Regions from separate parts of the Mus musculus genome. Here all the other regions are linked to region 6. Evidence: chromatin contacts called from public Hi-C, HiChIP or PLAC-seq, capture Hi-C and promoter capture Hi-C data. All regions are on one chromosome and are shown on one strand. Each heading gives the region's core, a stretch centred on a gene start, on an enhancer-like site or on the middle of the called end of the contact. The rest is flanking DNA. Distances are from core to core; before and after follow the strand shown.

Region 1 (4,084 bases), core at 783-3,282, 670 kb after region 6:
GAGCAGATTAAAAAAAGACAAAGTAGGAGGGAAACTTGTTGGGATATAGAATTTCAGCGAGAGGAGAAGAGAATAAAAAAAAAAGATAATGAGAGGATTATGATCAAAATATGTACATTTTATGTACATATGAAATTGTGAAAAAGCAAAGTTTTTTTTTAAATAAAAAAGAAAGGACATAAGCTAACCCAAAAATTAGGGAGGATTTACATCCCAAACTTGAGCAGAGTCGAAGAGTTCTTCCAAAATGCAACCGTGCACAGAGACATGCGCGAACCTCCCAAGTAATAATTGTGGCGGAATTCCTCTTCCTCTAATTAAATGAAACACTGAAGCCTTTGCAAACTGAGATGCACCATGAACATTGCAGACATGATAAGGACGTGTTTAAAACATGCTATCACCCTATTACACTCTCTTGGCCCCTCCAGAATGCGATCTTGTCCCTGTGCCATGCAGCCAGTAACACTGTAGGTGAAGTCTACACATCTTCTCTCCATTCACAACATCAGAGCTGCCTTGCTCCATCCACACCACACCCAAGCCTGCTCGGCCTTGTGCTAGTAATTAGTGCTCCTTTCGCCTCTCCTGAGTCTTCTAGACAGGACCTTGTCTCCTGTCCTAAAAAACAAACAAACAAACAAACAAAAAACAACAACAACAAAACCCTCCCCTGGCTACAGTGTATCACACCACTTCAAAGATATCTCCCTCCATCTCAGGACAGCCAAAAGCTTCCTTTTAAGATGCATTTTGGAGTCAGGCATGATGGTTCACACCTCTAATCTCGACATGTAGAAGCCTGGGTCAAGAGGATCACTTGAGCTCAAGAGTCCAAGACCAGCTTGGGCAACAAAGTGAAAATCCATCTCAAAAATAGTCCTGTGCCTTCCTCTCTGTTAAGAAAGAAATGGAACACAGATGGGCAGGCCTCTCGTCCCAACACTCACAAGGTAGGCACAGGAGAATTAAAGTATTCAAGGGTAGCATTGGTTTCATAGTGCCTTTGAGGCCGGTATGGGCTGCATGGGAAAAGAGTGGGGAGGGGACCAAGAAAGAGAAGGAGGGAGGAAAATCATGCTAGGTCTTGACCCAGAAGAGTACACAGGCTATTTTCTAGGATGCCCATGATGTCACACAGTGGGATATGAGACACTGAAACCCTTCGAGAGAAGCCCTTGACCATGAGACTTCTGCTCCCATTTCTGTCAGCTCAGTCAAAGTGTCGAAAACTGATCATCCCATAATAAATTAAACCAGGACCTTCGATGGCCAGTCTGCTGTCTTCCTGCCCTTGCTCCTTGATGCCCTCAGGCAGCCCCTCTAACCTCCCTGTACCCCAGTAGGAAAACAAGAAGGACTGCATTAGCATTCTGCCACCTCAGTGTTTCCTGAGGAGAAAGACCGTGAATAGAGTACAACAGGCCCTCTTTTTTTTAAATTCGTGTAAGCTTTTGTTATTTTATAACTAAAACGACTGTTCCTTCAACCCACTGAGTGTAAAGTCCATTTCTCCTCCCCTTCACATAACCACAGGACACTCCTGCAAACCCAGCCACTAACTCCACGGAGCCTAGGTACCTCCCTCACCACCAGGGGGCTGTTTTCCTCGCGCATCCTACTTTAAAGGATCGCCTATAGGAGCACGCCTCTCTCCATAGAAACCCAGAGAATAAATAGAAGCAGCAGGTTTTTCAGCGGTTTCCACCCTGACTGTTTCAATTAGGCAAACCCACGCGGCTCTTCCATTAGCATGTGGGTGGAGAAGCCGGTGGTGGCACGACAACCCTCGTTCCATGGTTCACAAGGACCTTCCAATTATTTGCAACCAATAAATCATCGCCTTGGCCGGTGTGGTTACAAGTCACCTCTGAGAGGTCCTCCGGAAGAGATGCACTAGGGACGAATCTGTCACCTTCATGTCTCTTTCAACAGCTGAAATGAGAAACATGTTTTTCCAAATCCTTTCTCAAGTACTTTTTTTTTTCTTCCAGTGAACCCTCTCCAGTGCTTCCTGTGAGTAGACTGAGCAGTAAGTGAGAGAGAATGCTCAGCTTGAAGGTGTGCTCCCAAAATAAGAAGTACGCTCAGGATTTCAGGGGCACAGGCGGGCGGGGGGGGGGGGGGAGGGGGGGGCGGGGGCGGGGGCGGGGGGGGGGCGCAGAGATCAACCTGCCTTTTGTGGGAACCACAAAGCCTTCCCCATGGAGGCTTCCCTCCCTCAGGGATAAGGTACAGGTCTCAATCTGTTTGTTCTCATGAAACATAAGTGGGTACCTCCAATCTCAGCATCCAAGAGGCTGAGGGAAGAGAATCACAAATTCACCGCCATTGGGGGCTACATAAGGGAGAGAGAGAGAGAGAGAGAGAGAGAGAGACAGAGTGGGGGAGGGGGAGAGGGAGAGTGTCTGATTGCCAAGAGGAAGTTAACCTGCACTGAGTGCAAAGGCTGGAGAATAAGAAGGAAACCCCTGGCTTGAGAGTCAGCGGGAGCCTACAGAGAAATAGGTCTATGTTTAAATTCAGAACCTTTGCATGAGAGGTAGGAGAAACCAGTGCTGGGAGAGGACCATGTAGCCCTTTAAAAAGAACGAATCAATCCAGGCACTGCAACGTGCACCTTTTGTCCCAGATGCCAGAAGGCCAATTACAAGTGTGAGCCACCACCACACCCAGCTCCAGTTATATGTAACTCATGCACAGATCACATGCATCTACAAAAGGCAAGCAAGAGGACATAGAATAAAACTATGAGCATCCATAGAATTATGTATGTGCATATATGGGGAGGTATCTGGAATGCTAAACACAATCTATTAGCAATGAAGTCCTAGGAGAAAACTAGATTTGGGTTGAGGTAAAAAAGAATTCAAGTCCCACCACTTCAACACTGGCATCAGGTTCATGCCGATGTCCTGAATTCTCTCCTTGGAACCCACGTAGTAGAAAGAGAGAACCAACTTTTGCCACGGCATATGTGCCCATACATACACACACACACACACACACACACACACACACACACACACACACACACACACATCCACACTCCCGTGCATGCACTCACAAAATAAATAAATGCATGGACGCAATAAAAGTTCTTGAAAATAATTTTTAATTGCTCCGTGTAGGCTATAAATATGACTCAGCATGTATGAAGCCCCAGGTTCGAGCCCCAATAGTACATAAAAAACCAGATGGGTGGTGACACCCATCTGAAATCCCAGAACTTGGGAAGTAGAGGCAGGAGGACTAGAAGTTCAAAGTCATCTTCAACCACATTCAAGGCTAGGCTGGTAACGTAAGACTCTATCCCCCTAGTTCAAAAATTAAATTAAATTAAAATCACTCAGTGTCATATTAAGTATGACTTCTTCATAAAATTCGAACATCTTTCCTTTTACAACTGAGAACAGTGTCTTTCACTCTCTGTATGAGCACACGGGCATTGTCCACACGCTCTGTATATGCAGACATCCTGCTAGCTAGCTCTCAGACAGCTGTCTCAATGTTCCCTCCCAGATCGCTGCTTCTGACACCGTAGCAGTGTCTCTGCATCCTGCCTCACTCTTCCGTGGTCAGCTCATCCTCAGCCACCCACGGTATTATTTCAAGTGGCTCCCAAGTGGACTCCTGCCTTTCTTTATCTTTCCTGCCCTATGTTCCGCTGCAGGGAGACTTGTCTAAAGCACAGATTCAGCCACTCGAGAAACTCTTCAATGGCTCTTTATCTCCTTCTCAACTTCAGGCACCAGCAGAATATCCTGAGGGCTTATTTAAAATGCAGGTTTCTCGGTGTCTTCTTCGAAGGCTCCAGTGCAGAATGTCTGGATTTCTAACCGCCACTGCAGGTGGTTGTGATGTAAAGATAGCTGGGATGGAACTTTGCCAAACACTTGTACTAAAGGTAGCCCTGGTCCCTCAGCACAACGGTCAGGACCCTCATCACCTGGCACCTCCCCCTAGCTCCTCCTCCACCTCTCACATTTCCAGCCAAAACCCAGACAAGGCTCTCATTTGCTACTTCCTTATTTTCCATCACCTCGGCTTTCAACCAAGCTCATCATCCATATCTTTCCAACAT
Region 2 (4,057 bases), core at 1,254-3,753, 730 kb after region 6:
CCTGACTTAATAGAAATGTAGATAAGACCAAATCCTGGCCTTGTGGTCATAAGGCCTTCTGAGAGACACTGCAATGATGACCTAAATCAGCTCTCCCAATCCCAGACCAACAGGAGCTTCCAGAGAGCCCTTGTCTCTCAAACACCATTGTCTCGGCTAGGCTTTCCATTATTGTAAAGAGACACCATGACCAAGGCAACTCTTATAAGGGACAACATTAATTGGGGCAGGCTTACAGTTTTAGGGGTTCAGTCCATTATCCTTATAGCAGAAAGCATGGCAGCATTCAGGCAGGCATGGTGCTGGAGAAAGAGCTAAGAGTTCTATATCTTGATTGAAAGGCAGACAGGAGAAGACTGGCTTCCAGGCAGCTTGGAGGAAGGTCTCCAAGCCCACCCCCAAGGTGACACACTTCCTCCAACAAGGCCACCACCTACTCCAACAAGACAACACCTCCTAATAGTGCCACTCCCTTGGCCAAATATATTCAAGCCACCACAAGTGTGTATATGGTCATTTACTATGCAACACAATTTGTGGTGTTCTAAATGAAAGTGGAGATAACAATTTCTATCTAACACAATACTAAGCAGCAAAGCAGGGCTTGTATGTAAGGCATCCGCTCCCAAATCCTAGCGGTATCCTTAACCACTAGATGACGTCATCTTTCAAATCTCGGTGAGTACTCTGGGAAGAAAAATGAGGTATTGTGAGTTTGGAAATAGTAAAGATTCATGTTGTAAGAAGCAAAGCCCTGTAGTAAAAAGATATTTGAGATGGCTCAGTGAGTGGGTATGCTGCCACGCCGATGGCCTGAGTCCTAAGTCCAGGACTCACATAATGGAAGGAGAAAACTGACTCTTGCAAAGTGTTCTGTAACCTACACATGAACACAGAGACAGATAGGCACAGAGAGAGAGAGAGAGAGAGAGAGAGAGAGAGAGAGAGAGAGAGAGAGAACACATTGGGGTGAAGCATCATTTTTTAAACAAAAATTAAAATAATTTTTAATCTTTCTCCTTGCCTGACCCATGGCTGCGGACCCTTATCTGATCATCATGTAACTGTCCATGAGGCTTCCTATAACCCAGGACTCCACAGAAGACAGGTTGGGAAGCAAAGGTTGGTCTGATTCCTTCTTCTACAGTGCAAATGTCTAACACACACACACACAGGGCCCTGAGTTCAACTCCCAGTACTTCCAGAAGAAGCGAAGTCATCACACCTGGAGTTCTGGGCATGTACCTTCCTGGGAGAGCTCTAGCCTAGCATACACAGGCCCTGCATTCAAGCTCCAGCCCCCCAAAATAGAAAGATCTCACATGAAGGTGTTAAGCCTGAAGCTGTGGCCTATCTGGGTGACCCATACCCCTCATTTCTCCCATTTATCCACAATCAGGCTAAGGACAGACAAAGTGACCTGGAAAATAAGGTCAAAAATCATCAGCCACTCAGAAAGAAGCCAACCCCACCCTCGGAGGCCCTCATGTGTCACATGCACACTGGAAGGCTTACCTGACACAGCTACCAACTGCAAAAATTACCAGCTGAGAAGTGACACAAGGTGTAGCCAGGTGAGCTAGGGAAAGCCCACCCTGAGACCAGGTCCAGCACATTTGCAAACCCCCTTCCTTTATGCCTTACTTTGCTTATGTGGACAGTGGCCAAGCCCTTAAAGCGCTGCCTGCCTCCAAGTGACCTAGAGACTTGCTGTGGTCACTCCAGATGACCATCCACAATGATTCCGTTTGAGACAGCTTAGCATTATCACGCCTAATTAACTCACCCTTTAAACAGACCTCCCCGAGAAAATAGCAATAGGAAGGAGGGAAGGACATTGCCAAGTGGCAATGCTGTTCCAGGCCAGATGCTGAGCCAACACTACAGCGTCTCATTCTATCAACCTTCTGAGGCAGCGACTTTCCTCCTGCTCTGAAGATGACTAGGACAGAGATTTCAAAGGACCAGGGTGTCTCTTCCAGGTGAGTAAATGTCAAAGCCATGTGCCTCTGATTGCAATGCCCAGGATTCATTTAAATTCAATTTGGAGGAGACAGGGAGTGTGATAGGAGCCTTCCCCCTCTCTACCTTTCACACAGAGGTGATGAAAGTTGAGCCCGTTGGGCACTTCTGGACTATAGGCGATGTGCAGAGAGGACTCCATCTGTTCACGCATGGAGCACCCGGCCTTTCCATGTCTCCATGCGCTAAGGGCAATGCTAAACAGGAACACATTACTGTCTGTGTGTAGACAAATATAAGAAACGCCCTCCGGGGAAGCCCGGGATGTGAGGCTTAAGCTTTTAATGGCCATCTTTATAAATGAAGTACCAGGAGCTACACCTGCCTGACATAACAGAGGGAATGTTTTGTCATGCAGGATGTCTGGGGATCTGCGTGGCTCAGACAAAGCCAGAGAGTCTTTTGGCAAGAAAGGTTCTGTCCTGTACAAAGCTGCAGTTTGGCACGCCACTGGCATACCAACTCAGGCGTGAGCCCAAGCAGCCCTCTGTACAGACAGCCTGTGAAAGCAGATGTCTTAGTTAATATTCTTCAGGGCTACTCCTGAGCTCACATTTTCTCCTGAAAGCGGGGTGGGAGGGGGGCGACTATGCTTTGTAAAACTCACTCCCTTGTTGAGGCACGAATAACTGAACAGCTCCATCAAGCCACAAACAGAGACAACACAGACAACTTGCCTACGTGAATTCAACCCACTCCGTCCTGGGTATTGTACAAACATTGTCCTGTGTGATTACCAACTTTTGAGTGGGGCCAGTCTCTGCCACTAGCCCCAGTTTATGGTTGGCAAAAGAGAAGGTCCGAGAGGTTAAGCTACTTGTCATAGATGCCACACAGGTTCACGGCTGAGGCTGGTGGGGGGGGGAGTATTTGGGGAGGGGGTCTGACACAGGTCAGTCTCGCTGGAAATTACGGGCCTATCTTCCATATATGCTACTTCCTAAAGGAGAGACGGAAGAGAAAAAGAAGCCAATATGAGTCCTCAAGGATGTCCAGCGTCTGTCTGTCCTAGCTACCTCACATGTTCTGTCTTTCTAGCAGTCCTTCCAGGGATCTCCCACTAGCCTTCCTCCCAAATGTGACTGTGATAGCTGAGAGCTGAGTACGTTACTACAGTCAGCTGTGATCGGAACCCAAGTATGCTTGACTTCAGAGCCTGGCATCCTTCCACCGCCCGGTCTGTGCCAAGCGACATAGCTCTCCCCTTCACTTCTACCCAAGAGTGCTCTGGAAAGAGTGACAGGACCATAAGAGCAGGAACGGGAGCACACCGAGTGGCTATGGAGACCAAATGCTGGTCTCATCCTGTTGTGGCTTATAGGGGGGTGAGGGCAGATCCAAACACCTAAGAAAAGCAGAGTGTGGAGTACGCATGCGCTGGGTGGAAGCACATGGTACACCATACTAGGACATGTGTGTCATCGCTCCCTCCTTACTGTGCTTACCTCACTGGCCCCGTCCATAAGGTGGGCCCCATTCTATTGCCTGGAAGACACCACACCCAACAGATGCACAGGAACAGGGAGAAGTTTCCAGAGAAAGCACCTGGAGGCAGGTACCTTTGGTTCAAACTCACAAATGTACCGAATGGACCAGAGAAGCTCTCATTCCGTGGTGCAGACCCACCCAACATGCTTGCGGCTCCCAGGGTGGCTCCCCTCCTCTTTGTTCTGAGAGCTCCCCAGATGTTGCAGTGTCTAGTTTGTTCTTTTTTCTGCCTGGAAAGGAGCCAATTTGCTTTTGTTGCTGCTCTTGTTTGCTTTTGTTGGGCATGAGGATTGGAAGCGGGTTGGGGGGGGGGGGGGAGGGTAGGAATCATCTCACTGTGTAGCCATTGCTGGCCTGGAACTTGCTGCTACGACAGTTGCAGGATATTTGATCACACTGTGAACTGGGAGAATGTGTTGTTCCCAGAAAAACCTTGTTTCTACTTGTGGTGTGGCTCAGCCTTAAAACATATGTTTAATCCCTTTAACTGGAATACAGATACCCCCTTAGTGTACACCTTTAATCCCAAACGATGAAGGTAGTTTGT
Region 3 (4,170 bases), core at 636-3,135, 790 kb after region 6:
AGCCTATAGAATGCTTTTGCTTTCCTGGTGTGCTGATGAAATAATGTGATGGAACACAACCACAGCACATGCTGAAGGAGCACGCAGGAAAGGAGATCAGAACCACCATGAGGACAGGTGAGGCAGGATAGAAGGGGGGGGGGGGGGGGAAGTGCACGGAAAGCTAAAGACCGCAGTAGACAAGGGTAAAAGGTAAGCCGCCGGCAGGTAAAGAGCAAGCATCAAAGCCCAACAGTTACAGAGCCCGGGGCCTACTAGAATCCCACACAACATAGGCTGTGTCTCATAGCCTCATGAGGAGTATCTCTTGTTCTATGTGCTCCATCTCCACCTTCTTCAAACTTTATACCACACCCACACACTCGAAACCTAAACCTAGCACTCAAAAAAAAAAAAAAAAAAAAAAAAAACCCTTCAAATGATCTGAGCTTTCTCCCAACCTACAGGGCAGTGTCCAAGGAGCCAACTGCAGTATCCACCAGCACTGCTGATTTAAGATCTTTCAAAGCCCATCAAGTGAGTCCTTTGGATACAGAACTGTCCCACAGCTCTTAACATAACTGGTCTCCACCTCCCAAAGAAGGCTGCTGCAGCTCTCCATCAAAGCACCCACACAAAGGGTGAACTAAGCAAATGCTGATATTCCCATTGAGTCAGTCAGCTTACCCTATCTAAAAGACGTCTTCACATATATTTAAATCCCTTTCTCAAATGTTTTCATTTTCCTCTCCACCAACATACTTTAACTTTACTAGTCTTGTCTCTTTTATCTTGCTTTTTTACCACTACTAACACAAGTTCCAAGAGGGGTTCTTGTGGGATTCCTCCACTGCTGTGTCTCTACCCTTAGTCCAGGGACCAGGTATAGAACAAAAATAATAGCGCAAAGAGCATCAATCAGGAAGGATTTGCAATTGTTACAAGAGCTAGCAACCAAAGAAAGGTTAGAGATGAATACACACTGATCGTTCTCAAAAGCTGGGCGTGGGTATCACCCCGCGATGTTATTAAAATGCAGCTTTACGCCTTCTGCCCACGTATTGGTTCCATCCACTACGCGGAGTCGCGACAGGTGATCAAACGGTCACCCCTGTGGTTCCAGCAGAGGGTGTAAGAGCCCGAAGATGAGCGACTCTACTTTGCAGACATCCTTTGGCAAACCAAGCCGACAGTTGAGCGCCTGCTGGATGCGAAGCGCCGCAGCCCCTTTGGGGCGGAGAAAGGCAGCGTCCCCGCCCTCGCCAGCCAGCAGCCCAGAACCCGAGGCGAAAGAGCCGGACGGCGCCCCTCGGCGCCCGCGGTCGCCGGTCCCTCCCACCTGAGCACTCGCCGCCACAGGTCCCCCCCACCTCCAGGCTCCGCCCCCGGGGCCTCGCCTCCCGCCGCGCGCCCCGCCAGAGCGTGTGCCCGCTCGGCAGGCAGGCAGGCGGGCAGGCAGGCAGGCCTTCCTCACCCGCGAGCTCCGCAGCCGCTGCAGCAGCGCGTCCTCGTCGTCCTCGACATCGCCGAAGACGAGCTGCTCCAGGCAACGCTCGGCGGCCGGCTTATCGTCCTCTAGCGTCAGGCGGTTCCGCTGCCGGAGCCGGCTCTCCTCCTCCTCTGCCGCCGCCGCCGCGGATCCCGCGCTAGGGGCCGCCCTCGGCTCGGCCGGCTGTGTCCGTTGGGATGAACGGGCGGCCTTTGCGGGCGTGCTGCCGCTCCCGGGTCTGGCTTTCCTCCCCGGCGTTGCGCCGGCTCTCCGGTCTCGTCTCGTCCGGCTCTTGCGTTCGGGCGGCATCCTCAGGGCTGAGGGGAAAACGCCGACGTTCACGTGGAGTACCACTGCGCATGTGCCGGGGCGGCTCGCTCTTCTCCTCGGCCCGGCCCCGGGGAGCCGGAAGGAGTCTGCGCCGCCGCAAGCCACGTGACCGGCGCTCGCGCGCTACGTCACTCCCACTCCGTCCGGCGGCCCCGCCCCATGTGGGAGTTCCTCAGGGAAGGCCGATCTTCCGGGTGGAGGGGGAAGCGGCGTGACTGGAGTGGAAATTTTTCCCAACACAACTTCTCGGAGGCAACATATTGGAAGGGACTCGGGGAGGCCGGAGTCCAAATGGAAGTGGCTGAAAGAAACTTCTCGCCCTGCTGATTCTGAGCCCCGCGTCGTGCCGCGCGCCCTCAATTACCTCATCGACTTGTGGTCTTGGTACGGTCCTTAGAGTACGGCGCCTGCCGAGGGTCCCACGCTGGAGGGGAGAGAGGAGGGTACGTGGGGGAAGTGGGCCAATCGGGGCGCGGGTCACGGCGCAGGCGCGCTGGGGAGGGAGGGCTATGCTAATGTTGTTGATATCCTGGGGCCACCCGAGTTAAAAGGGGGGAAATCCGGGGGCTGCCACTGCTGTCGCTGGCCCTGGCCCAGCCGGGGGTCCCCCCTGTAGTCGCCGCAGTCCCGGGGAGAGGCACCGGCCCCCTGCTCGCGGGGGGGGAGGGGGCGCCGCGGGCTCGGGGAGCACGGACGGCCCCTACCCATGAGGCCCTGATGGAAAACACAAAGGATCTGGTGAGAGCCGAGCGCAGCGGCCGCTTTGTGTGCCAGGTTTGAGGGGGGGGGGCACGCCTGCGGCTGCCCGGCCCCCGGAACGCCGCAGCTCGGGGACCCCACTCGCGGGCCTGCTTCTTCATCCCACGCCCCCTCCGTCTCCGGAGCTCCCCTCCCCCTACTGGCCGTTAAACGTTCAGGGGTTCCCCTCCCCCCCTCAACCCCTGACTTAGGGTTCTCTTAGGGAGAAAAAAAAACATAAGAAAGTTTTTCCTCTGCTCCCTCCCAACCCCGTTCTGCTTGAAGGGAAAGATTAGATAGGAGACTTTGCCTTTTTTAGCTGCCAAGGGTGGGAGAGTGGTTTCTCGGGGGTGTGGGGGCAGGAGCATACAGAGTTTCGGGGCTTGGCTGGAGACGGAGCCCACCATTGTAGAGCCAGCGCCGAGAGGCATTTTGCACGTGGAGGTGCTGATACTGAAAGGGGGCGGGGTGGGCACGTGTGGGAGGGAGACGTAGGAGTGGTATCGGGGAGTCAGCCGCCAAGGCTGCTACTTGAGGGTTCCAAGTCAGTGGGCTTCCACCATCCGTACGTTCTCCTTTGTGAAAAAGAAATCCTGACATTTCAGAGTCGGAAGAGACACTAGAAGTCACCCAAAGCAGCCCAGCTTCTGACGAGTGGTAGGTAGTCTGACCTCTACTTAACCCTACATCCATATACCACGCACTGCAGCCTAGGAAAGCACCTTCGGTTTCTTTCAGTCTCTGATATTCACTTGCCTGCCCTTATTAGACCCTTCAGTCTCATTCATGTCGTGTCCTGGTTAAGTTGCTCCCTTTTTTACTTCTCAAATTTGTTCTCACATCCTCCTCACCCACCCACTGCTCATTGGCCTATATTTTGTATGCCAGGAAAGAACATCAGGGAAGTGGAGGGAGGGGGATGGGGAGAGTAAAGAGATGGTAAGGGCCAACTGAAAACTTTGCTGGGTCGGTATCAAGTGTGCTGCTTCCATGACTAAAGATGGTTGAAACTATTCCCTGGGAAGCCAGGGAACTGCTATGTGGGGGTTTCATGACTGTTTCACAAGTAGTCCTCTTTGCGATGAGGACATTTTTAACACCATATCCTTGGTACTGTCAATGTACATTATTTGCCTTTTGCTAAATCACTTTTTCTAAGAACGCGTAAAATTGGGCCTGGGGGAGGAATAGTACTGAAACTAATAAATACAATACTTGGAAGATACATGATCAAAACTATTCCTTCTCATCATTTTGACTCATGGTCTTTGCAAACCCATGCCCCCTCCAAAAGGAAGGCCCTTTCTCACAAATGCTTCTTGTAACGTTTATTTATTTATAGGATAGGATGCTGTTGGGGGGTGGGGGCGGGGGTGGGGGTGGGGGATCAGAGAACAGGTGGAGGTAGTCATCTTAACTTATGCCATGTGCGAACCAGGAATCAAACCCAGGTCATCAAGATTGGGAGCAGACACCTTTAACCTACTAAGAACTTGCTCGAACCTGCCTGTCTTCCCCTACCCCCACCCCACCCCTCATGTGTGTAAGTGTAAGAATTCTTAGACTTGAAATGTTTGTTACAATTTATTGTTTACTTTTGACTTTTTAATCTTTTTTTTTAATTTATTTATTAT
Region 4 (4,198 bases), core at 1,348-3,847, 600 kb after region 6:
TTTAGCCAGTACCCAAGGACACAGCTCTCTTAGAGGATCTTCAGTGAAACAGGTGGAGTGTATATACTTTATTCAGAGTGAAAAAAGGCTGCCTATAAACCTTGGAGAGTGGGAAGGAGTTTTCAGGGTGATTGCAAATCACTGGCTGGAGTTTAAAGTACTGTCAACTTTTCATTTCTATGGAGAAGCATTCCAGGAATCCCAGGCCCTTCCTGGGCAGACTCTTCTTGGGAAAGAGGGAGTTATATGCTTGCCAAGGACTATGTGACTTCCCTCAGGTAGAAGATTGGGGGTCAGGTGCCTCAGATCAAGCAGAGAAGAGGAAGCCACACCTCCTCCCCCCAACCTCTCCCACCACCACCACCACCACCACCAACCTCCCCCATCCCCCTTAAGAAGGGAGAATCCTCCACTCTACACTGAGCTATCAGACATGGTTGACTACAACCTCAGTAGCTAGGTGTAACAGGCTTTCTGTGCTATCAGCTCAGCCTTTCAGTCCTGTGATGGGTCCTGGGATTTGCCCTTGGATGTCTAATTATCTAAAAGGATGCTTGTTCTAGTTTTTTTTTGTTATTTCATATGATAACTCATAAGAATTATGACTGAAATTAGTAGCAGATATTTTATGAAAACTGCCGTGAACCTCTACTGGTATATGATAAATGAACATCTTATGGTATGGTTGTTGAACATAACATGCATTTGAGTTTATCCCTAGTGTATGGCTACTAAACACCCTTTTTCCAAGCCATTGCGAGAACAGGTGGAAAAAATAAAAACCCTCAAGAATAACATTTGTGCTCCTTCCATTTGTAGCCATGGGGGGGGGGGGGAGGTCACAGCTGCCAAAATGAAGTTCAATCCTTTAGTGACTTCTGGCAGAAGCAAGAACTGCAAATTTGGCATTCCCCTGAATGTGAAAGTCATCTCAATGCACCTTCTCACATTCGGGGGAAGACCATGACTTCCCCTCTTTCCAAAGAGCTGAGACAGAAGTATAGTGTTCAGTCTATGCCCATCCGAAAGGATGATGGAGGATAATGAAGTTTAGGGTGTTCAAGGACACTACAAAGGTGAGTAGATTGGCAAGGTAGTCTAAGTGTACAGGAAGGAATACATCATCTACATTGAATGAGTCCAGCGAGAGAAGGCTAATGGCACAACCACAACCGTTCATGTGGGCATCCACCCCAGCAAGGTGGGCATCACCAGGCTAAAGCTGAACAAGGGCCACAAGATCCTGGAGAGGAAAGCCAAGTCCTGACAAGTAGGAAAGGACAAGGGCAAATACAAGGAAGAAACAATCGAGAAGATGCAGAGAAGAGACATCTCACGCACAGCTTTCATTAAAGTCTGCTTAAGTAAAAAATAAAATAAAATAATAATAATTAATAATAATAAACATATGTTGATGTAAAAGCAAAACACAGGGCTACTCATACAGATGGGCTATTTAGCATCTCTAGGTATTGTTTAGTATATGGAACTACTGTGGGAGTAGAAATGAGCCACTGGTCATATTATAGGCATCATCCCTTTTATCCTTTGAATCCTCATCCCAACTCTAATGATAACCATCCTCCCATTTCACAAAGGAGTCAACTGAGACCCAGAGAAGCTAAGCAATTTTCTCAGAGTCACATATCCAGTGCTGTCTGACCTTGAAAACCACTTTCTTTTCTCTCTTCTTACCTCTCTAAAGATCCCAGTTCCTCCACTGTGTTCAAAGAGAGCCTAGAGCTTGGGAAGGGTTTACAGTGCGGATCCCTTTGAGTCTCCTCCTTCAAGAGCATCCTAAAAGATCAGTACTTCTGGCAAGGTTCCATTATTAATTATAAGGGTGAGGAGTGAGCCAAAGAATTATGAAGGCTGAATGTGGCTTGATATCACCTTTGGGGAAACCATCAAGAATCCTTGAATAGCCTTGCGTCTGAACTATTCAGAAAGAGAGAAAGGTAGGCTTTCCCTCCCCAGGCAGCTGGGCTTATTTATCCAAGGATGGGTCAGCAGAAGGTCCCGAGAATGGGCTCTGCCTGAAGTCTGCAGGAGAACGTGGAGACAGGAGAGGTTAATGCTCACACAGAGGCATCGGGAAACCAGCCTAGGTGAGTTAGAAACTGGCCCAAGGCCAAACACAAAATACAGCCATAATTGGAGTCTTCCCAAGTAGAAAAAGGTTATTAGTGGAATCACATTAATCACGATGATGAATGCTGAGACCCAAGCTTTTTTTATTAAGTAAAAGACTCAAAAAAATAGAGTTATACGGACAGGAGGGTAGGGTTCCAGTTTGGCAAAATATAGTGAACCAAGAAGGAGAGCAAATATTTAGGATGCACTTTGAAAGCCCAAAACCTGCGATCACAAAGATCACACTCAAGCTGTTCATACAGAGATGCTTGCCAGAAAGCACAGGTGCTCACAGGTGCCCATCACAAGGCAGCCCAGAGCCCCGCGTACTGTAAGGGCAGCCAGGCCAAATTATAACACGGGGAGTAGGGATGAAGGGGAGGGGAAAATAAGGCGAGAACAGGAATCTTGCTGCCCATGATCCTCTGGGGTTGATGGTCCACCAAGGGCAGTGCCCAGGAGGGGTTCTCTAGGAACTCCAAGGCTTTAAAAAAAAATCCTCCATACCACTGTGGCAGACGGATAGTGCTAATAGAAGTTGGCAAACTGTTATTACACTGTTGAATGAATCAAAGTCAAAATGCATAGAGCAGAGCTTTGCCCCTGTGTTCAAGCCAACATGGATGAGGAATGAGAGGTGATGAAGGAGAGGCAGAAGAATGAAGAGGCGAAGGAAAACGAGAAAATGAGAAAGTGCCCGGGAGGCTTCTGGGGCCTGATCATCTTCATGGGCATGGAGTTAAGCTAGTGAGTGGTGAATGATCAAGCAAGCCTTTGCTTATCCCTGTCCACCCGCTAAATAGTTGTACAGCTGTGCCCAGATGTGGAAAGAGCTGTCCAAAAGATGAATGAAGTGAAAATAAAGTGGGGGGGGGGAATATTAATCTTAGGAAAGGCAACTTGTTCCAAAAGAAAATAAACAGCGCACTCTTAGCGCAAGAATGAAGAACACTGGAGTGTTTGCCAAAAGCAGCAAACGTGGGGTTTTCTATAGTTACATAATGCTAGAACCATATCGGGAGGGTACAAGAGATTTAGAATTCTCATCATCTCTCCATACTCCCTGTCTAAAAATGATCAATGAAGAGAGAGCTTGGTAGCCATATTTCTTAGAAGCCCAGAAGTAAATACCAAGAGAAAACAATTAAAAACTCAGGGTGATTCTGGAGAGATGGAAGATGGCTATGAAGCAAGAGCAGACTGGGCTTTTTTTTTAAAGTCTTCCAGCACTACTTGACTTTTTAAAGTATAGAAATGTACTACTTCAACAAATATATATATATATATGGCTTCTTCATAGGCTCCTTTGCTTCTGTCTAGTAATTTTAATTATAATAATAAATCTGTGCTAGATAGAGGGAGTCTATGGTATTAATGAGATGTGAAAGTCATTATCACCACCCAAAGTCACTGCAAAGACAAAACACCCCCCAGCAACCTGAACAGGGAGCAAGAGGCTTGTTTTCATAGTCTCTGGTGCCCAGAACAGTTTGACAATCCTGTCCCAGTTCAGAGTACTCAAGAGTGCAGTTCTCTCACCCAGTAAGAATCAGAGCCGGACTATGTCAGTCTTTTGTGCCACCAGGGGAATGAGGATTCAGTATAGGAGAAGGAGGCATGCAGTGGACAGCCAGACATAGAGCTGCCAGCTGATGTCATAAATAGCCCTCTTGAATTTGGCACTGGGGAAGAGCTCTGTCAATAAAGTGTTCATAAGGATCTGAGTTGAATGTCAGAACTTATGTAAAAACAAACCAGGGCATGGCGGCATACATTTATAATCCCAGCAGTGGGAGGCAGACACAGGGGGATCCCTGGTGCTCACAAGCCTCAGATCAATGAGAGACCCTGAGAGGCGGGAAGGGTGGACAGAGCCTTATGATACCTCTGGCTGCCACATATATGTGTGCCACATGCAATCATGGCTGTGCACGCACAAGTGAGCTTTCCTGAACTCATTGAGATAACTTCTAAGACAGACTGGGATTCTGGCCATTCAGATAGGAGCAGAGCCACGGAAAATGAATTCTATTATTGTTCTTGTGAACCTAGGTTTATTCCCCAA
Region 5 (4,356 bases), core at 1,348-3,847, 540 kb after region 6:
AAGCCAACTAAAATGTCTAACAGCAGCAGCAGCAGCAGTGGCAGCGGCAGCAGCAACAATAACATGTTGTTATTATATATAACAAAGTTATTCTATATCATGGACTGCACCAGAACATTTACCCAAGATGATAATAGAACAGAAACAGGCAGGGGGATCAAAACACCATTAATCCCCTCCCCCTTTAAGAGGGAATATTTTTGCAGGGGCCTCCAGATACTACCCACACAGAATCTCTCTATCCAAACCAGGGTCTGACTCAAGCCCCAGAAAGCCTATGGTTTTTCTCTGCTACGCTAAAGGACATAGGGAGGCTGCCTAGATCCGATAATATCGCCATACCTGAGGCCTCTTGTCTCAATGGACCAGTGGGCCACACCTATTCTCCAAGTGCCATTCCGGCCACCCTCTGTGCAGTTTAATCTACCCTCCTAAAAGGCACACTATTGATTTCCCACTGTGCTTATGCGTGCCAGCTGCCCTTCATTGTTCAGCTTTGGCAGCCATTCACCCCTCTGATTCACTCACATAGCAGGCTTCCTAGTTTTATCTGACAGAGACAAGATCCCATTTCACCTCTACCACTCAGACAAGCCTGCCCTTCACTGTTCCTAATAGCTTCTGTCTTCACCTCTTTCTCCTGCAGCTTGGCTGGAAAAATGGGACAGAATTGCTCTGATAAAGTCTACTCCTATCTGGGTCCCTTTCTCAGGGCTAGAGTTCAGGCTTAGCGTGGGCAATAACCAGTAAGTATGAAGTTCTGGGGTCAGAGGCTGTAATCAGGAGGATTCCTGCCTGCCAAAGGTTATTCAGAACTGACGTTAGATGTACTCAAGGGTTTAAACCAACGCCAACTTCTTAAAATGGCTTCCTTGACAGCCCAGTCCAAAATAGCCACCTCCCGAGGAGGTCGCTCTGCTTTAATTCTCTGTTCTGCCTTTTTTGTACATAATGTTTTTCTGGTGGCTTAATTGTCACATCATTTAGCAGAGTGCACGTGTGAGCAGAAATCTTCTCCACGAGCTAGCTCCAGTCTCATCACGGTTTATCATAAACACATAAATAGTGTTTGTTGGGAGATATTCACTGAGTGAATAAAGGAAATGAAAGAATAAGTGAAGACTCGAGGTCATGAGAAATCCAGACAGATTCAAAACGCTGAGTTCTCCATTTTTCCCCAGAGAATAAAGTGGGATTTTCATTACTTTGCTTTGAGTCAGAGAGATATAATATACAAATAAGTGACTTTTCTTTGACCTGGTCAACAACATAAGACCATTAGCTCCCACTTCTTAAGGGAACTGACCATAGTGAAACTTTAAAACTACAAAGGAACCTCTGAAGTTGTCTGTGTGTTTTCTGGAAGAAGGCCTTGTTGTGTTTTATGAAAAGATAAGAAAGGAGGGATATGTTTGGTGTACGTGTGGTATAGTGTGGGGTAAGAGGGTACCTCTGTGGGCCCACGCTGAGGCATCCCTTCCCCCTGAAGTACCAGCCACAGGATGGTATTGAATAGAGTTTATTCAGGACATAGGGAGGGGAGTTGAGAAAAAGGGACACACACACACACACACACACACACACACACACACACACACACACAGAGAGAGAGAGAGAGAGAGAGAGAGAGAGAAGAGGAGTAGAAGCCAACCATGAGAGAGGGAAAAGGGAATGGGGATAGAGAAAGAGCAGTAGCAAGAAAAGAGAGCAAGAGGGCAAGAGAGAGAGAAAGAGAGAGAGGAGGGGGCAAGCAGCCCCTTTTATAGTGAGTCAGATATACCTGGCTATTGCCAGGTAACTATGGGGCAGAGCCTAGACTAAATGCCAGCAGGCCTGTTGTGCTGGCCAAGGTGCATGGAGTGGCAAGGAGCAAATCAAATTCAAATAATTCCACTAGGAGGGAGCTTATTCTCTAGGTCCAAACAGTCCATCTGAAACCTAAGAGTTCACTGAGCTAAGACGCAGGTTTCATTTCCCACCTCTCAGGCACTAGATAGGTCTGTTGTTCTAACACCTCTTGGCTTCTAGCAACTTAGTTCCTAGAAGATTCTCCTATTATCACAGCTATGACCTTGCCTCTGAGCAACTGTGACATGGGGCAAGGGATGTAAGTTTAGTTTCACAAGAATTTCAGGGGACACATTCGGAGGGACAGAGACTTAAGAGGAGTGCCCAGAAGGCACTGAAACCTAAGGCTATGAACAGCTGAGGAAAGAACCTGAAGGAAGAAGTAGAGAGAGAGAGAGGCAAGCCGCTGTGGGCTATTTCAGGGTATTGATTGGCTGTTGCTAAGTCACCAGTTGTTGAAGAGACTCTTATACGGGAGTATTTACTTCAACACGGACAGGCTCTGTATTAGGCATCAAGATACCACACTGAAACTGCAATTTTGGAAACCCAAGAACTGTGAAACTGAACTGGACAGAATGGATGTGAGAGCTAATTTGTGCTTACCACTGGGAGCCAGAGGAATGAGGCAAGTAATGGGAGCTGTGGGGAGGGTCAGTCCGAAAACCCTCCTGAGAAAGGATGTAGGTTACAGAAATAGAATGAGGAAAAAAGCCAGTACTGTTGGTGGACCCTTTGATGACTTGCAGAGACAGTCTGGGCGTCGGTACAAGCTACCTGCAAATTTGAACCAGGTCCCAGCATCCTACCTGCCAAAACCAGATGGCTCCCTTTTTGAAAATGGTGATGATATTTATTTATTTTTCTTTAAAAATATTTTTTTCAAAGAAAGGGTGTTTGTGGTGGTAAGAGGCTACAAAGTGAGGAAGTAAGGTTTTTCTTAGAACCCAGAACCTTTCTACTTGTCACCATCTAGGGTTTTAAGCATTAGTCAAGCTTAAAAACACATTTGCATTGCAGGCTCCCTGAGCAATCTCCTCCGCACTGATAACGGCAGATGGCCATCCCCATCGCGGTGGCAATATGTCTTTCTTCCGCAGCAATTTGTGAGCGTAGTGTTTTCAACATATCTGTGCTTGGTTTAGGGGAAGTCACAACACACATAAAGCAAAACACGAAGACGGCATCTGTGACAAGTGTCCAGGCAGACTGGCTCACTTCGAAATCACACACAAGTAACTCCATAGCTACAAGTGACTGAGAGAGAGTGGCAACCTAGCCAGGGTTGGGTATGTGTTATAAGAGGTGAATGAGCTGAATCTGAACTCTGGAGTATGCTGGGCATCCAGACAACGGGACATTCAGGAGAGCAGAGAGTGATCCAGAAGCCAGCGGTCAGCAAAGAGGAAAGAGTGTAACACTGAGAGAGTGGTCCAGAACAGAGGTCGAGAAACTCATCAGAAAGCCAGAGAGTAGACATCTTGGGCTCTGTGGACAGATCCTTGCCACAGCTTTACAAGTCTTCTACTGTAGCATAAAAGCAGCCACACACAATATGGGGATAAATGTGCATGGCTAGATCCCAATAAAGATTTGTTTAGATATATTGAAGTTCAAATGTTATGTACTTTTTATGAAATTTTTTTTTAATTATTTCAACAATGTAAAATTTAAAAGCTACTCTTAGGGCATAAGCTTGAGAGAACACAAGCTTTGGCTCATAAACGCATTTACCAAACTGTGGTTTAGAATATAACGCCACACAAGAGAAAAAGAAAGCAAACAACAAACGCTAGCCATTCATGACTTTTACATTTCTAGTATCCCTGATTCTTAATTTTTCAATACTTTGTGTGTGCATGTTAGGGTATGGAGGTACCAGTCCCTCTTTCTATCTCTGTCTCTGTCTGTCTGTCTCTTTCTGTCTGTCTGTCTCTGCGTGTATCTGTGTCTGTCTGTCTGTCTGTGTCTATGTGTCTGCATCAGTGTCTATGTGTTTGTGTCTGTCTGTCTGTCTGTGTCTCTGTGTCTATCTGTATCTGTGCCTGTCTGTATCTGTGCCTGTCTGTATCTGTGTGTCTTTGTATCTGTCTGATTCTGTATCTCTCTATGACTGTATGTATCTGTGTCTGTGTGGTGTGGTGTGGTGTGGTGTGTGTGTGTGTGTGTGTGTGTGTGTGTGTGTGTGTGTGTGTGTGTGTCTATGTCAAGAAGAGGTCAACTTGCAGGATCATTAGATTACATAGCAAATGTGAAAGTCACTGAGTCATTTCACTCACCCTAGCCATGCTTTAAGTGTTTTTTTTTTTTTAATGGGTGAGTAAAGAAATAGCCTATGTGATGGAATTGTGTGTAATTGTAAAGAAAAATGAAAGCATCACATGTACAAGAAAATATAGAACCCCAACTCGTCATGTTAAGTGAAATAAGCCAGATACAGAGAGACGAATTCCACATTTTCTCTCATAGCAGACTCTGGATATATATGTGGGTGGATGTGAGTGTGTG
Region 6 (3,778 bases), core at 978-3,477:
AGTTACATAACCTGCCAGTATGTTTTCAGCCCGACTTTGATTGTCTCTATGTGTGTGGTGTGAACACTTAGACTTTCCCTAAGCTCCCAACACTTCCTTCACGGTGATGCATTTCGTTTTCTCAAGCATGAAATGAATTTGCATAGTCTGGACTTCCCAGACGTAATCTCTGTACTACCTGTTAGTAGTTGTGAGGTAAATAGAGACTCTGAGATTGTTTTATAAGATATGTATTGTACAGGGATCTGCTATGGTGGCTCAAATGTGTGCCTTCCAAAATTCATGTTGGAATCGAATCTCCAATGTGCTTATATGAGAGGTAGACCTGTAGAAAAATGATTAGGTCATAAGGATTCTACATTCACGAATGGAAGGATTTACCCTTATAAAACTATCATGGGAAGTGCTTTAAAATATTTTGTCTTTCTGTCTCCTGTTGTATAAGGACATAGAAAGAACCCTTTCTCTCAGTGTGGAATGTCCCAACCTCAGCCCTCTCCCAGCCTCCAGGAGTGTAAAAAATTATTTATAAATTTTGTGGGCTGTGCTATTTTGTGAAAGCATCACAAATGGACCAAGACGGGATGTTAATGATGACTAAGTGAGATAATTCATGCTAGAGACTCATCAATGCCTGGTCTATGGAAATCAATCAATACATTTTTTTAACTAACAAATAATCTCATGAGTTTATTTTTTAAATACATTATAAACAATGATAAATTAAACGTTTACAGTGACAGTGGCAGGTCTAGGCAGGAAAGAAAGGGATGAACTATTATTTACTAGCATTGGTCTTAAGGCAAAATGTACAGGAAGGCACAATCTCTGAGCTCTGTGATAAACACCCATCGTGCTTTTCAGTTTTAAAACCACAACACTGTACTACAATGCTTGATGTATATAAGTCAGTCACTTGATATTTGCATAATCCGTTAATAAATGAATGGTTATGTGGTATAAAACCCAGTCACTTTGCTTGCACATCCAGAGAGAAAGCTCTCCTGCTGTCAGTAAACCAGCTTGGAATCACAGAAGGTAGGTCGCTATCCGTGGTGCTGACCTACGATGGCTCTGTTCACATTTGGCAAACTGCTTTCTTCTCTCTCTGCTCAAAAAAATCCCTTTCATGCAGTCTACTTTCAAGACACGGAGACAAACACTCCCCTCTATGTTTCCCAAATGGGCTAATTCTCACCGTCTCTGATTCTATTAATGTTCTCAAGTCTCAATGTCTTTCCTGCTGAGTCTCAAAGTTCTCTACCTAAAAAGCATGGATTTATTTCATCCGAGCCTCGATTTTTAATGCGTTGGCCACCTGGAGTCCTTGGCTGTCGTCTCAGAGGGGGGAAAAAATTCCCTCGGCCACACCTCCTTCTTAAAGAGTAGGCAAGACTGCCAGCGGTTCTTTTTTAGGATCCCCGGAGGCTGCAGAACCGCACACTCTGGTTTCTGCAGTCAGCTAGCTGCTTTCCTTCCTCTCTCAGCGCCAGCCCCCACACCCCCACTGCTCCCCTCCGGGTCTCATGACGCCCGACTTCCCAGTACAGAGAATCTCTAGACTTCCTAGACTCCATTCAAGAATCCGGGGAGCCCTCTGGTGTAACTACTTTGGCTCTTATGCCGCACCCTTAGATGCCACACAGTCTGGATGTTCGCTGTGTTTGCTGCATCTACTGTGCAGATCAAAAAACATGGTTCTTTCCCACCTTCTTCCTTTCCACTTCTCCACTCTTTCTATGCTTATTAGATCGAGGCTCACAGTGAAACAGCTTCTAAGCATCAGCAATTTAAAAGTACAAAAATATTCCCTGTGGGTTGTGCGTGTGTTTGTTGTGTGTGTCCATCCGCGCTTATGCAAAGCCTCCCAACGTCACACTTGGGTATCCGGACAAGCTTCTCCACAAACCCCAGATCTTTCCAGGGATTCCCTCTGCCCTGCCCTCTTCTTCTTCAGCACCCTTAAAAGAGGTAGGTCTGGGGCTTTCCGCCAGCCACTCCTGCCTTGATAGACGCACACAAATCTGCTGCAGTTTTTCCTTCCCTGTTCACCCCTAGCCCTTTTAGGCGAGCAGTCCGGAGCGCAGGATTTCCTAGCATTTACCCTGCATCCGCACTGCATTCCCAGGCCGCCCTTCCAGGGCTAGACCTTCTGCAGACCCGGCGGCTCCGGCTCCGCCTGGGTGGTGGGTGGTGCTCTCGCCGCCCCCTCCTTCCCCTGGGGCCCGAGAGAGCCGCGCGCTGGGCAAGAGTGCGCGCGCGCCGGCTTGCTGGGGGAAAATCTCCTTCCCTGGAAGCTGCTGAGTGTCGCTGACCGAGAGTATCCCGGGGTCCATCAAAAGCCACCAAAGCGTTTGAGAGCTTTTCTAAAGAAAAACGGTGAAAGAAAAACAAGAAGGGAAACCCGTTTCCCGGGAGGCCTGGGTTTCCGATGGTATCGGATTCTCCCGTAGCTGCTCTGATAGGGATGCGGTTGGCGGCCGCTGGTACCCGGACTTAGAGTGTCCGTTGCGAGAGGAGGGAGGTGAGGGACTTGCGGGCAAGAGTTGCACCTGATCAGGGAATCTGCGAAGAGAACTGTGGGGTAAGTAGCTTTCTTCTGGCATCCGAGCAGGATGGGGGCGGGGGGGGGGGGAAGGAGGGAGCAGGAGAGGGACGAAAAGGAGAGGGCAGGGAATGGATTATGAAAGAAAGAAAGAAAAAAAATCCTTCAAATTCCGCTGCAGAGGGAATGAGCACAGCGCAGTCCTTCCAAGATGAGTCCCGCACGGCTTTTCTGTAGTGAGCGAACAGCCGAGAAGTTCTTTTTAAAGAAAAAAGAAACTCCAAGCTCCTGGAGGGGAAGCGGGGCAGCCGGGCGGGGCGGAGTTCCAAGGCTGGCGCCTAGGGTCCCGGCCGAGGCAGTGGCCTGAAGTGCTGACTCCCAGCTACTGCTCCTTATGTCCTCGCCGCCCTCCCCGGGACGGACTTTTTGCCTCCGCCCCCGGGTGCCTGGCCGCCCCGCTGACGTGGGGACTCCGGGCGGCCGCACGGAAGCTCACCTGGCCGAGCCTTCTCCTTCCCCTCCTCCTCGTGCTCCCGCCCCCACCTGCCCTCCTCCTCTCCAAGTGGGAAGGCGTCGGGATCCGTAGGCGAGGAAATAACGACCCCTGCAGTTGCATTGCGGAAAATCTCGGCGGCGGTGCTAGTTGCGGGCGATGGAAGCGAGGCAATTGCGGGGTCTGGGGAGCCCTGGAAAATAGCAGAAAAGCGGAAAGCGCGCGTGCAACGAGGGGGAGTCAGTGAGACTCCCGACGCACCCCAGTCCTGGGAGCCTAGCCTTGGGCTCGGCGTCCTGGAAGCATCGCCTGAAGCCAGCTTGGAGGCGGCAGGCGGCTCGAGGACTTGGGGAGCAGGGAGGGTCAACGGAGGCAGCTGGTGACCTGTGTTTGCGGGCAATAATCCCCGCTTCTCTTTCTTTCTCTGTGTGCGGTGTCTGCTCCTCTCTCCCCACCCCTCCGGAAGCAGGAGAACTGGCCTGATCAGAGACAGCAGTCACCCTTTGACCATGCCCCGGTGAAGGGGGGCGGACTTCGAGGGCAACTTGTCGCGGACTACCTGGGCTCAGCTAGCCTACGGAAAGAGAGCAAGAGCCCAGAACTCTACAGCTCGGCCCAGCGGGGGGCTGTTGTCTATGTCTTCTTGGGGCGCCCGGCGGATCGGGGTCTCGGTTTTGCAGGAAAAGCCCAGTGCTGTTGGCTTCAGGTGGCTGCCGCCGCCGCCACCGCGGTCGCCGCAA

What was found. Promoter capture Hi-C pulls out the DNA fragments that hold promoters and counts their contacts. A called contact is a pair of places that touch in the nucleus more often than the background predicts. HiChIP or PLAC-seq counts read pairs in DNA pulled down with a chosen protein or histone mark. Capture Hi-C pulls out chosen DNA fragments and counts their contacts.
Region 1: a contact with region 6 is called in a promoter capture Hi-C map of hippocampal neurons, with 6 times the contacts expected there. The contact joins the enhancer-like site here to the promoter of Car10 in region 6. A contact is called at or near these places in 7 of 39 promoter capture datasets (the 3T3-L1 cell line, cranial neural crest, embryonic stem cells and 3 more), 1 of 484 Hi-C or Micro-C datasets (cerebral cortex), 4 of 115 datasets of contacts at active chromatin or transcription factors (SST interneurons, embryonic forebrain, embryonic stem cells and 1 more) and 1 of 9 other capture datasets (embryonic stem cells).
Region 2: a contact with region 6 is called in an H3K4me3 HiChIP or PLAC-seq map of forebrain, with 8 times the contacts expected there. The contact joins the enhancer-like site here to the promoter of Car10 in region 6. A contact is called at or near these places in 7 of 39 promoter capture datasets (embryonic stem cells, frontonasal cranial neural crest, liver and 2 more), 7 of 115 datasets of contacts at active chromatin or transcription factors (embryonic forebrain, embryonic hindbrain, embryonic stem cells and 3 more) and 1 of 9 other capture datasets (embryonic stem cells).
Region 3: a capture Hi-C map of embryonic stem cells shows a contact between it and region 6, with 6 times the contacts expected there. The contact joins the promoter of Utp18 here to the promoter of Car10 in region 6. A contact is called at or near these places in 4 of 39 promoter capture datasets (embryonic stem cells and hippocampal neurons), 3 of 115 datasets of contacts at active chromatin or transcription factors (embryonic hindbrain, embryonic stem cells and forebrain) and 1 of 9 other capture datasets (embryonic stem cells).
Region 4: a contact with region 6 is called in a Hi-C map of cerebellum, with 2.3 times the contacts expected there. The contact joins the enhancer-like site here to the promoter of Car10 in region 6. A contact is called at or near these places in 3 of 39 promoter capture datasets (embryonic stem cells, hippocampal neurons and liver), 1 of 484 Hi-C or Micro-C datasets (cerebellum) and 2 of 115 datasets of contacts at active chromatin or transcription factors (embryonic forebrain and stem cell-derived neural progenitor cells).
Region 5: a contact with region 6 is called in a Hi-C map of cerebellum, with 2.7 times the contacts expected there. The contact joins the enhancer-like site here to the promoter of Car10 in region 6. A contact is called at or near these places in 4 of 39 promoter capture datasets (embryonic stem cells, hippocampal neurons, liver and 1 more) and 2 of 484 Hi-C or Micro-C datasets (both in cerebellum).

The regions. Positions count from the first base shown.
Region 1 is chr11:93,761,654-93,765,737 of GRCm38.p6, forward strand. No RefSeq gene overlaps it. Among named protein-coding and RNA genes, the nearest start is that of Gm35148, 45 kb to the right of the region's middle. Within about 2 kb of position 2,033, at least 14 of the 459 cell types and tissues checked have an H3K27ac peak or open chromatin away from gene starts, as enhancers often do. A contact at or near this core is called in forebrain and hippocampal neurons, where this site is marked.
Region 2 is chr11:93,826,983-93,831,039 of GRCm38.p6, forward strand. No RefSeq gene overlaps it. Among named protein-coding and RNA genes, the nearest start is that of Gm35148, 21 kb to the left of the region's middle. Within about 2 kb of position 2,504, at least 41 of the 459 cell types and tissues checked have an H3K27ac peak or open chromatin away from gene starts, as enhancers often do. A contact at or near this core is called in embryonic forebrain and forebrain, where this site is marked.
Region 3 is chr11:93,883,881-93,888,050 of GRCm38.p6, forward strand. Utp18 (UTP18 small subunit processome component) reads right to left here and starts at 1,886. Exons shown (of 14, transcript NM_001013375.1): 1 at 1,454-1,886. The coding sequence starts at 1,777. It overlaps Mbtd1 (mbt domain containing 1), which reads left to right and starts at 2,291. Exons shown (of 16, transcript NM_134012.4): 1 at 2,291-2,536. RefSeq lists enhancers at 1,888-1,920, 2,115-2,157, 2,170-2,203 and a cis regulatory region at 1,901-1,908.
Region 4 is chr11:93,694,229-93,698,426 of GRCm38.p6, forward strand. No RefSeq gene overlaps it. Among named protein-coding and RNA genes, the nearest start is that of Gm35148, 110 kb to the right of the region's middle. Within about 2 kb of position 2,598, at least 3 of the 459 cell types and tissues checked have an H3K27ac peak or open chromatin away from gene starts, as enhancers often do. A contact at or near this core is called in cerebellum, where this site is marked.
Region 5 is chr11:93,640,669-93,645,024 of GRCm38.p6, forward strand. No RefSeq gene overlaps it. Among named protein-coding and RNA genes, the nearest start is that of Gm35148, 170 kb to the right of the region's middle. Within about 2 kb of position 2,598, at least 5 of the 459 cell types and tissues checked have an H3K27ac peak or open chromatin away from gene starts, as enhancers often do. A contact at or near this core is called in cerebellum, where this site is marked.
Region 6 is chr11:93,096,139-93,099,916 of GRCm38.p6, forward strand. Car10 (carbonic anhydrase 10) reads left to right here and starts at 2,228. Exons shown (of 10, transcript NM_001361708.1): 1 at 2,228-2,584; 2 at 3,508-3,778.